Linked DNA regions of Capsicum annuum: region 2 is linked to region 1. Evidence: chromatin contacts called from public Hi-C data. All regions are on one chromosome and are shown on one strand. Each heading gives the region's core, a stretch centred on a gene start, on an enhancer-like site or on the middle of the called end of the contact. The rest is flanking DNA. Distances are from core to core; before and after follow the strand shown. Region 1 holds the start of LOC107868670 (eukaryotic translation initiation factor 4G-like). Region 2 holds the start of LOC107868716 (UMP-CMP kinase 3).

What was found. A called contact is a pair of places that touch in the nucleus more often than the background predicts.
Region 2: a Hi-C map of leaf shows a contact between it and region 1, with 3 times the contacts expected there. The contact joins the promoter of LOC107868716 here to the promoter of LOC107868670 in region 1. A contact is called at or near these places in 2 of 5 Hi-C or Micro-C datasets (leaf and placenta).

Annotation. Positions count from the first base shown.
Region 1 is chr1:13,702,260-13,708,064 of UCD10Xv1.1, forward strand. LOC107868670 (eukaryotic translation initiation factor 4G-like) reads right to left here and starts at 3,713. Exons shown (of 13, transcript XM_047394191.1): 1 at 3,684-3,713; 2 at 3,459-3,570; 3 at 1,673-3,162; 4 at 1,217-1,465. The coding sequence starts at 1,413. LOC107868675 (SNF2 domain-containing protein CLASSY 3) reads right to left here and starts at 5,457. Exons shown (of 1, transcript XM_047409956.1): 1 at 3,718-5,457. The coding sequence starts at 5,457. The coding sequence ends at 3,718.
Region 2 is chr1:13,946,913-13,952,717 of UCD10Xv1.1, forward strand. It overlaps LOC107868716 (UMP-CMP kinase 3), which reads right to left and starts at 2,630. Exons shown (of 8, transcript XM_016715377.2): 1 at 2,428-2,630; 2 at 1,928-1,986; 3 at 832-886. The coding sequence starts at 1,942. It overlaps LOC107868726 (SUPPRESSOR OF ABI3-5), which reads left to right and starts at 3,626. Exons shown (of 16, transcript XM_016715389.2): 1 at 3,626-3,767.

The sequences.
Region 1 (5,805 bases), core at 2,463-4,962:
GTGGTGTGCTGTTGATCATTACCCGATAAGAAGACCTCAAATACTAAATAGCCAAATAAGCAAATTAGATCAATAACTTCACGATACACGGTAACGTTCTAGTCACACAACTCAGAAGTAGTTCAAACTCAACTTCAGCCAACTCATTCGAGGCATAATGTAGCAATTACGGGACTAATGGTAATTAAGGGATTATATATTGCAGCGAATTATGAATTTGGATGAGGGAGCCGATCACTTGCACAGAGAACTATCAAATTTACAATGCAAATTGGCAAGAAAAATATAACTTAACTGATCTTCTACTTCTTATAAGAGATTAATTCAGGTTTAATCTGCACGTATTGCTGTATTTCCTTTTCTTGCCGAGCAACACACTATCTAAGCTATTACCTAACTGGGATCAAACTTTTCTTGTACTATTACTCATTTATCGTATTCAGAAAAGCAAGCTTTGTTTGTTCCACGAAATGTGCAAGTACAACAATGACACGATCCCAAACTAGTTGATGTCAGTTATACGAATCATCTACATCCATTGCTCTTATCTCATCCTGTTTCATTCCACATACATAAGAATCTATCTATCCCATTTTATATGACATCACTACTCTTTGAAGACTCAAACAAGTTTTTCTTTGACCTTTATTTTTTTCATAAACATTTTGAATTATCAACTACTATGACTTCTAGTACTTCTGACCATAATTTTGAAATGTAAAAAAGGGCAGCAGGGTGCACTAAGCTCCTAAGCACAGGGTTCGAGGAAGGTCCGGATCACAAGGGTCTATTGTACGCAGTCTTGCCCTGTATCCGCAAGAGGTCGTGAGTCCTAATTCACATTGAAAAATTAGGTAATTTGAACCTAGTACTCCGAGCTCCACCACATATAATGGGACCGAGTAAGTACAATTACGAAAATTCAAAAAATATGTCGGTCCTAATTCACACTCAAAATAGGTAGTTTAACCCTTGTACTCTTAAACACACATATAATGGGACGGAGTAAGTACAAGTATGAAAATTCCATACCTAATGTCTAACATCTCATTTCAAATTAGTTAATTTAACCCTCGTACTCTGAAAGACCAACCACATATAATGGGACATAGTAGTAAGTACAAGTACTCAAATTCCATACCTAAAGTACGCCATTTCGTTTCAAATTAGTCAATTTAACCCTCGGACTCTGAAACAATAGTAAGAAAAACAATACCTTTGCGTGGTGGACGTGGGAGAAGAGGAACCTGAACGGGGAGAAGGAGGAGGTAGAATAGCGCTACCACCGCCTTTTCCGGAAGTGACTCGTTGATACTGAGCCTGTGCTGATGGCAATGAACGACCACCAACTCTACTATTTTTCCTATAATGATTCTGTGATTCAGTTTTCTTCTGATCACCCTTACGCTGCATGTAACATATATAGACTGAATCCCTTTTTACACCTTCGTAGATCACATGCACACTAAAATCACCAACACCACAAAGAAAATTAGCAGTTAGTTGATCACGAAACAAATACGTAAACTATTCTATAAACAACAACAACATACTTAGTGAAATCCCACAAACAATAAACAGATTAGTACATAAACAACAATCAAAGAAATTTAATATAGTGCACGTAAATAATGTATGATGAAATCCATGCATTATATGTATATGTATGTACCTAGATTTTGATTTTGCATGTGTCAAGAAGAAGAACAGGGAAAATAGATCACTGTGCGTGTGTGTGTGTATTTTCTTGGTTATGCAATGTTACGGAACTGCAGAGTCAGGGAAAAAAAACTCTGAAAAATTAAAAAAAAAAAATTGTTAAAAATGAAATGCTTTGGGATCATGATATTGACTCTTTCTTTTTATTAAGTATTTTATAATATTTATTACAATGAATGACTTTTCATATTCTGATTTATTAACTTTATAAAAAGCAGTTTAAAAAGGAGGAACTATTTGAGCTATACATTAGGAGACTCCTTCAAACTATTTTTCCTAATTTTGGGATCACATAACTGAGCTTTTATTCAGATCAAACAAACAATAATTTACATCTTTGCTTAAGATTGTTAATTAATTTGTCACTTTAACTTATCATTAGCTATATAACAAGAGATTTTGGAATTTTACTTCCTTAATTTGGTCATGTTTGTAACTCAAGATTGACAGATTATAAAATATTTGGCGATAAAATTAATTAAGTGATTTAACAGAGTGAAAATATGTTTTAAAGTAACTTTGATTAATAAATAATAAAAATTTATCAACAAACACATATTTTGTATTAATGGTGTGGTGTAAACATTGAGTGCGCGTAAAATTTGACTTAATGAAAAGAGTTTTCCCCCTTTTTGGAAAGGGACTTAGAGTAACCGGTAAAGTTTTTGTCATGTGACCCAAAGGTTAGTGAAAACAGCTCCTTACAGAAATTTAAGGTGAGGCTATAGACCCTTGTGATCCGGACCCAATAGACCCTCGTGGTCCAGCCCTTCCCTTGAAGTAACTGGTAAAGTTGTTGTCATGTGATCAGGAGGTCACGGATTCAAGCCTTGAAAACAGCTTATTGCAGAAATATAAGGTAAAATTGGGTACAATAGACCCTTGTGATTCGGCCCTTCCCTTGGAGTAACTAGTAAAGTTGTCATGTGGCTGGCTAGGAGGTCACGAGTTCAAGCTGTAAAAACAACTCCCAGCAAAAATGTAAGGTGAGATTGAGTACAATAGACCCTTCTAATCCGGTCCTTCCCGGACCCTGCGCATAGCAGGAGCTTTAGCGCATCGATCTGCCCTTTATTTTCCCTTCTACCATAAACAAATTGCAAACCGCAGAAATTGTTTACTTGATGTGTCATTTAATTATGATCACTATTAATTAATAAAGTTTTCGCTTAATTATTTCGAAAATAAATTATGAAAACCATAAAATATAATGCAAAGCATATATAACAGGGATGAAGCAAATTTACTATCTACAACTTGAAACATATATACCAAGAGAACTGAGCCAAATACAATTGTGTTGAAGGATATGCTTCACAGATGAAGGAGCATGAGATTTTTTACATCTCTTGAAACAAAAAATGACTAGCAAAACAATGTTACAAGAACATCCTGTGGGTGATGAAAACTCCAATCTGCATTCTTCATTAACCAGGTGTGAATCTGCACATAGAACTGCATCAAAGTTAAAAATGTTAACAATAATAAAATCTTTCACGTCTAAAAACGCAGCATTCATGATGCTTTTATTCGGTATAAACAGCTCATTTGCAACGTGGTAGTGTTAAATGAAACTCATAGTAGCAGTGTCCTCCGGTACTTAATGATAGTAATAAAGGCAAGGCACTAGTTGCTAGTGAAGTGTTCAGATTCCTGGGATCATTCATCAGTATCAGTAACGAGGAAATAAATACAGTACTTGTGAATTCATCATTTAGAATCTTCAGAAAAATGCTTACTGATAGCACGGTAGTGTTCCTGTCATGAAGCACTCACAGAGGAATGGCTGCAAAAACTAGGCTCAGCTGTATCTCCAAACAAGTGTCCTTCGCAACCCAAAAAAAGCTCCAACTGATCTAACAAGAAAGAGATAAGAGTCATTTTCAAAGAGAGGCAGTTAACAGAATACACTAAATAAGTCTGGTTGCTTATTGTACCAGCAAACAAGAAGAAAACATACTAACCTAACAGCTCGGTTTTGAAGGTTAGTTACAAGAATTAAAGCATGTAGTTAGGCACCACACGTGGTGCACGAGATAGTTTTTCAAAAATATGACAGAGGCTCGCATGCTTAACCATGGATTCTAGTATGGTATCCTCTGACAAAGAACATGAAGGATCCATCTTGACTTCATTCCTAGACAAAATTACATCCGAATGATATTTTTTTCTGGTTTGCTGCTCGATCTTGTCAACCTCCCATTTTGATGTCACTGGACAGTATACATGCACAAATTTAGTCTGACCATTCCTGTAGGCTCGGCTGATGGCTTGCTGTTCTACTGAGGGATTCCAGAGAACATCAAGCATAACCACTCTTGATGCCCCTATAAGACTTATCCCTTCTGAACAGGCTTTTATTGATGCAAGCAGCACTTTTACATCACTCTTAGGGTCATTAAGAGAATTTATTGATATCTGCCGCTGCTTTACATCAAGTTTCCCATCCATGTAGAGAATTTCTTGTCCTAAAGTCCAGCCAAAGAGAGCACTGAGTTGCTCCTTGATCAGGTTTAGAGGATCAAGTAACTGGCTAAATATTATAACCCTCTCCTTCAAGCCCCCACAGAGTCTGATTAGTTCAACAACAAATTTCATTTTAACTCCATTATCTGGATCCAACCGACATTCTCTTTCTTTTAGCTGACTTTCTAAGTCAGAGAACTCCTTCTTCTTTGCCACTAATGAAGGATGGACAGAAATTAGAGACACCATATTTTGATCATAAAAGGAGCCTGGATTCTCTGGAATTCTTCTAAGCATCTCCTTCTGCAAATCTGTGGGCTTCAAGTGTATCACAACATCCCTTATACCTGGAAGGCTTACCTTCTTTACATTTTCACTGCATTTATGGACTAGAGGTGAAATCATATCCCTAAGCTCTTCCAATGCTCGGACATTCTTATCAACAAAACTGCTAAGAGAAGCCCATCTCTGCTCCAAATCTGCAGCAAACTTTGGACTAACTACGCATAGGGTGTTGTACAACTCTTTAATGTTATTCTGGAAGGGAGTTCCAGACAACAGTATGCGCTTCTCTGTTTCAACCTTATTCAAAGCTTTCCAGACGAGGCTCTGCTCATTTCGAGCAGTGTGCCCTTCTTCAAGGACCAGAAGACCGGGTAATTTTAGAAGTATATTTCTGGTCTCTTTGACATAACCATCCCCATCTTCTCCTGTGAGAATCCTGAACAAGTCGTAGCTAATTCCCAAAACACTCGTACTTTTAGCCCAGGATCTCAGCTTCACCATACGTATAAGCTGTGGATTGTTTTTTCCGGCATGGGATAAACAGTGGAAGACACTAATAGTGGCTTCATCTTCCTGGGACGAGAACTCTTTGCTGTTCAAGTTGTGGAAGGGAATGTCGACCTCCCATTTTTGGAACTCAGCTTCCCAGTTAAGAAGCAAATTTGATGGAGCGATGATTACAGGCCGACACTTTGGAAACTGCTTCAAAAATGCCTGAAGAAATACTATAGTGAGGCGGGTTTTTCCTGTGCCGGGTGGATGTGAGATTATGCATCCTCCCCTATTACCAGATATAGGCTCTTTCAGCTTCTCAAGATTCATATCTCCAACAATATTTCTCCACATGAACTCAAATCCTTCACGCTGATGAGGATACATTGTTGCTTTGGAACTGAGGGGAACTAAATCCCACACAGTTCCTTCCCCAAAAATAGCAGCATCAAGAATGGCAGAAGAATCATAAAATTTGAAGCTGTTAACATCCATAAGGGATGGCGACTCTCCAAAATATCTTTTTTCATGCCTCCCTCGGTTTCTCTCAGCCTTCAAGAATGTAAGAGGAAGAAAAATAATTAGAGAGCAGAGTTTATAAAATCAAATATAAGGATTGCAAAAGAACATGTAACCAGGCTATCAAGTATAAATAATAATTTAAGGACTAAGAAACCTCACAAAACTAAGTGACTGAACTAATTCCATTTACTGCTGTAAATTTCTAGCATGTCCATTTAACTGAAAGAGAAACCATTAGTCCGAAGCAAATTGTCAAAGTTTCCACATTCAAGAACTTATTACGAATCTCTGAGACATAGAACCAGCTGGATTCCCCCTATT
Region 2 (5,805 bases), core at 1,380-3,879, 240 kb after region 1:
TCTAGTTTGTTGCCAAAATTTGGTCCTTCAACCAATACACTTTTAAAAGCAATTGTCTTCATCGACCAGTGTTCATCATTGACATCTCCTGCTGCTGACCAAGTGCTTGAATAAACCTTTAACACACTTAAATCTGTCTATCTTACATACAACTGAAATTCTGAGATGCAAGTCCACACCAGTCCTTAGCAGATTGCGTATCCCTAGCCCTCAACTTCAAATACTCCCCCCTCACGTTTGAAATAACAGAAACTGGCTTTATTGAACTTTGATATAGCTTCAATAACTAATGACTAGAATGAACCGCCATTATTTCGGAATGTCAATTCTACCCTCACAGTCTAAACTAAGACCATTTGACAACCATCAATGAACAATGTTTCTTGTTTCATTTTGGACAAAACTGAATTTGGGAATCCAGATAAATATACTGATCATAAAGTCAATGGTGTTTACAGAAAACATACTATCAAAACTTGAACAAACACAACTTCTCAATTCAGCTTTCGTTTTACACCTATTAGATGAAGCTATATGAACAAAAAGGAAAAGGAAAAAGACAGCAAAATGTTGTTCTTTTCCTTCCTTTTATGCTGGTGATCGGATATGTGGGGCATGGAAGCCACAGAAATGTATGTCTCTTACAATTTTTACCACCTTCCACCGTAATCAAATAAGATATCATGTACGAACACCAGGTAAAACTCAGTAAAAGATGCATTTTTAATGACAAAACAAGACCACAAGAAGCAGTTTTAGTTCATCTAAAGAAATACAAAATGCAGTAGACGTAATTACAACAGCAAGTAAAGGAATTACGGAAGTCCCAACCTATAACAAAAACAACTTTCACCTTCTTCTGCTTAGCCAAGCCTCTATCACTTTCCTGCAATAAACAAGATACAAATCAGATGATCAAGAAACAATATCAACTCATTTTTGCAACAATATAAGGTATGGTCACTTTATTGAGTCCCTTTCTTTCCTGAAACGCCGGAACCATACCACCTAAATCAATGGTTTAATTCATAAAAAAAAAAAGAAGAAGAAAAATACCCGCACGAGACAATATTAGCTTAATAGGCAAAACTCATAAAACAACCATCACATCAAAGATAGGATAATATGGCCGTGTTATACAAAACCAGGGCTATTATTAAACAAACTTTGAATATCTGAACTGGAAAAATTCATGCTGAACAAGACTATGAACCAGGACATGGCTTACCACGAAGAGTTCATGTGCACTTAGCAGTGCACCACATAGCATGTGAAGAATTATCACTAGAATCTATAAGGGAAGCCCCCAGAAATTGGATTTCCTGAGCGATCCCAAAAGTATGCTTCGCCTTCATATATGAATTAACTTTTTTTGTAAGATTACAAGTACGAATTGATCACAAGCCCCAAATGTTGTTGACTTCATAGTGAAACAATTCTAGTTTGAAAACATTCTCTTTATTTACATTAGCTTCTTTTTTTTTTTTTTTCAAATATCTAATCGAGGAATTCATTACTCTGAGTTATACAAAATTGATTAGGACAATATGTTCTACATGCTTCATGATCCCAAAGAAAAATCAAACCTTCACCAACATGTCAACCAATTACTTGAAAAACATAAAAGAAAGACTTGTAGAAATAAAATTAAGATGATCATGACTAACTATAAAAATAACAGACCAGTTCACAAAGCATTCCACATTCACGCTGGTCCAAAGGGCCACGCGCATGGGTTGTAATATAGACAATCTAGCCCGACACAACTATGAGTGGCTAATTCCACAAATCAAACTCGTGACTTGTGAATCAACCAGAATCAACTTTACTTGTTGCTCCAAGATTCCCTTTCGACATGAATAACTATAACTAAATCAACACCCCAGATATCGATTACATAGGAGAACACCAAAGAAACATATCTCACCTTGTGTGATTCCATCTTGGATTGCCCAAACAAAGAATATGTTTAGTTGGTCTATGTTCCTGCAATAGGCAGCAGTTAATCAATTTTTTTCCATTCCCTAAATGCTCTTATCAAGAAAAGCAACACAATAATGAAATTGATGACAACTTCTTACAGGTAAAATTATTTTAAAATAAAAATAAGAATGATCAACAGTTCCACTAGCTAAAGGCACCATACACATCATATCAATTGTTCAATGATCTATCTAAGACTAGGAGACAGCATAACATAGAACAAGGGCTCGTTTGGAACAAAAAATAAGATATAACTAATGCTGGAATTAAATTTAGCATGCACTTATTCTATATTTGGTTAAGATGATATAAAATGCACGAGAATAACTCATCTCGATATTAGTTATTCGGTATTCAAAGAATGAGAAGAAACAAACAAACAAACAAATTATGGAGATGTCTGCAAAGAAAAAAGTAGAAATTATGAGTGGTAAAATAAAGTACCTGATTTAGACAATAGTGCAAAGAATTTTAGGGAGTTGCAGTAAGTAGAACAGAACTATATATCACCATGATGTTGGAATAAAGACCCTGAACTATGGGAATAATTCTGAATTTATGATGTTATACGTGTCAGTTATTTTTGGATAAATTAAATTTCTTTGATTTTTCCATGAAAGGGAACACCTTTTTTGGCTGTCAAGAAAAAGAGATTCGTTTTTGGTGGGGAATTTGGAAAGTTCCAGGGTAATATAAGATGTGACGTGCCACTAATTGCTTGGTTAACAATTAACATGTCTAATTTCAAATGTTAATCACTTCATATGACTTTTTTTTCTAAAGTTTTATTATTCTAACAAGGGATCATTGCTAATTATTCCTTTTTAAAGTTAGAGCATAATTTGATTTAAAATTCTTACTTTATTTTTAATGAACTTTTTTTTTTTATAATCATGCAAGTATTTTAATTTTTTCATGATCATAAGTCCAAAAGTCTTATAACATTTAAAATCACTAATTTAAAAGAACTTTTAATGAGTTGTCAGATTTTGAATAAATTATTTTAATATTATAATATGTTTGTTTATAGTTGTATCCTTACAAACCTATCCATCAAAGCGTTTGGCGATTTATCAAAAACTTATACTAAATATTAGTGTTCTACCCCGAGTTATAAGACAAGTTCATTTTAGTGATTCGTTTAAAAGTGAATTTCATTTTTTGATGAAAATTCTTATGATCTTTTTAAAAATGTGATTAAAACTTGTAAATAGTGACATGTACGTCTCTGATTTAAGTGAAAAATAAGATAACATTAATCATATAATTGTCCTTCAAAATGACTAGAGCTTTAATATTTGGTCTTACAATCAAATTTATACCTAATGGCGCATGAGTTCAAGAAAACAAGATATAACTCGTACGATATTGCGATATAATCATACAAAATTATAGTACCTCACAAAAAGATAATTTGCCTTGTGATGGTAGAGGTTACGCAGATATTACCACTACCTCATGGAGGTATGAAGGCCGTTTTCGAAAGACTTAGGTTAGGCCAGAAATGCAAATGACCCAACAAAATAGCATTTGTGTGGGCTTGACTATTAGGCCATGTGGATTCGAACTCACAAGCCCAAACCCTTCTTTACCCGCTGGGGAGACCCGACCCGAATGCACCTGCAATTGCGGGCCCAAATTTCACCTTAAAGCACAAATTTCTTCTTCTATCAAATTAACCAAGCTTTTTTCCATCGGCGGCGAAAGCTTTTGCTCCATTTTCATCTCAATCTCCGGCAGCTTTTCCGGCGACTTATCGGCGATCGATTTTCAATAACTGATTTGTAAGATCCCCTATTTCTGTTTTTCCCCAAAAAACAAAACCCTAAAAAAGTTGGTCTTTTTTTTTTCTAGTTTGTTGTGAATTATCTTTCAATGTTTTTTTTTTGTGTGTTTTTGATTTGTTATTGTAATAATTAAGCTTTATTATAGCTAAATTTATGGTTTTCTGGGTTATTTTTACATGTTAATTTGTAGTTTAATGTGGTGTGGCTTAGTGGTCAATGGTTCAAATCCAAGCAGAGACAAAAATATTATTAGGGATTTCTTTTCTATCTATCCTAGCCTTGGTGGATGGATTTACCTGTTACCTGTTGCTCTGTGTGTGTGTGTTGGGGGGGGGGGGGGGGGGGGGGCAAAGTCTCCGGCGGAATTAGTTGAGGGGCGCGAAAGCTGGTCAGGACACCACCATCGTGAAAAAAGATATGTAGTTTAATGTGTTAATTTTTGCCGGTTGTTTTTGAGTGACTATTGGTAATCAATTTGTGGATATATTCAACGAATGGAACAAAGGGGATGTCAGGGTTCTGTCATGGACCAGGAGGTCTACGGGTTTGAGCCGTAGAAACAACCTCTTGCAGAAATGCAGGTACGCTGCATACAGTAGACCACATCTTGTGGTCTGGCCCTTCCTCAGATCCGTGCACAGCGGGAGCTTAGTGCACCGGGATGACCTTTTTAATATATATTGCGAAACGAAGTAGATAAAAATTTGAGTTATTTTCAAGCTTCAAAGCTAATGGCAACTATTTTTATAGGTTATAGTACCCTCTTTTGAATAGTTATAATCAGCTTTTAGATTGAAATTATATAGAAAAAAGAACAATCTTTTTGTTTACCAAAATCATTATTCAAGGATATGTTCACATTTCTTATCATATTTACATGGTGTTAGATTTAATTTTTCCTTTCAAAGTTAATGGCAACTATTTTTATAGGCTTTAGTACCATTTTTTTGAATAGGGTTAATCAACTTTTGGATTGAAAAGACTAAAGAATAAGAAAAAAAACAATTGTTTTTGTTTACCAAGGCCATTATTCAAGGATATGCTCACATTTCTTATCATATGTTACCATTGAATAGTTTTGAAGTATTTTTTCATTTGATTTGATTTCAATTTTCATCAGTGTTGTTGCTGTTACTCTCAATTTTTAGTTATCTGATATGGGAGATTTGAATGTTTGTATAGAGTAACCATCACTGGTTTGTGCCGCTAAATTTGTTTGTTTGTTTTTGGACCTCACCCAATGTGCCCACTTTACTGCTCAACTCTTGTGTCCCTCTTAGCATAACTGAGCGTAGATGCGAGTTTGCACTTGTTTTATCATCTAGATTGGATGCAGCATGGAAGTTGCAAAGAAAGCCGGGTAGAATAGTGAATTGTAATCAACAATTTTAATGTTCTCCTACAGTAATAGTATTTCCTTTGTTCTTCAATATGAACAACTACCTCCACAGATCACTGCCTTGAATTTAGCTTCTATGCTATTTGGTCAAATGGGGTACATGTGGAGATGCTGACATGTATACATGTGTCCATCGTTTACACGAGGACTTATAGACAAAGCACAAGGTCATTCCTTGTCCTTCCAGAATGCTGGTACATACACATTTTATTTTCATATTAGACTAAGTATGCTTTGAAGAGAAAGTTACCATTATGGGGTAGTTGGAGCTCCGCAGGATCTCTATTCCGAAATATTGTACATTTAGTAGATTTTTCTACTTGACTGTGGTATAGTGGTTTGACCCTTCTAAATGCACAGACATCGACTTTTCTGAGATGGGCATTTGCTTTATTTGTGCTTCTGCTGCGGTAGTCTTTTTTGTTGATGTGGTGATGTCCTTTTGTAGTGTGACTTTCTAATTTTGAACAACCAAGAACCATTATCTTTCTCCGAGAGATTAGTAATCTCTTCAGGTTCAGATGATATTCAGTAACATTATATCTGATGTTCCTACATGAAGATCTTAGTTGTACGTTACAATGTTTCAAGAGTTGTTCTGGGAAGATTTTGATTTTGTGGATTCCAATAAAGGGG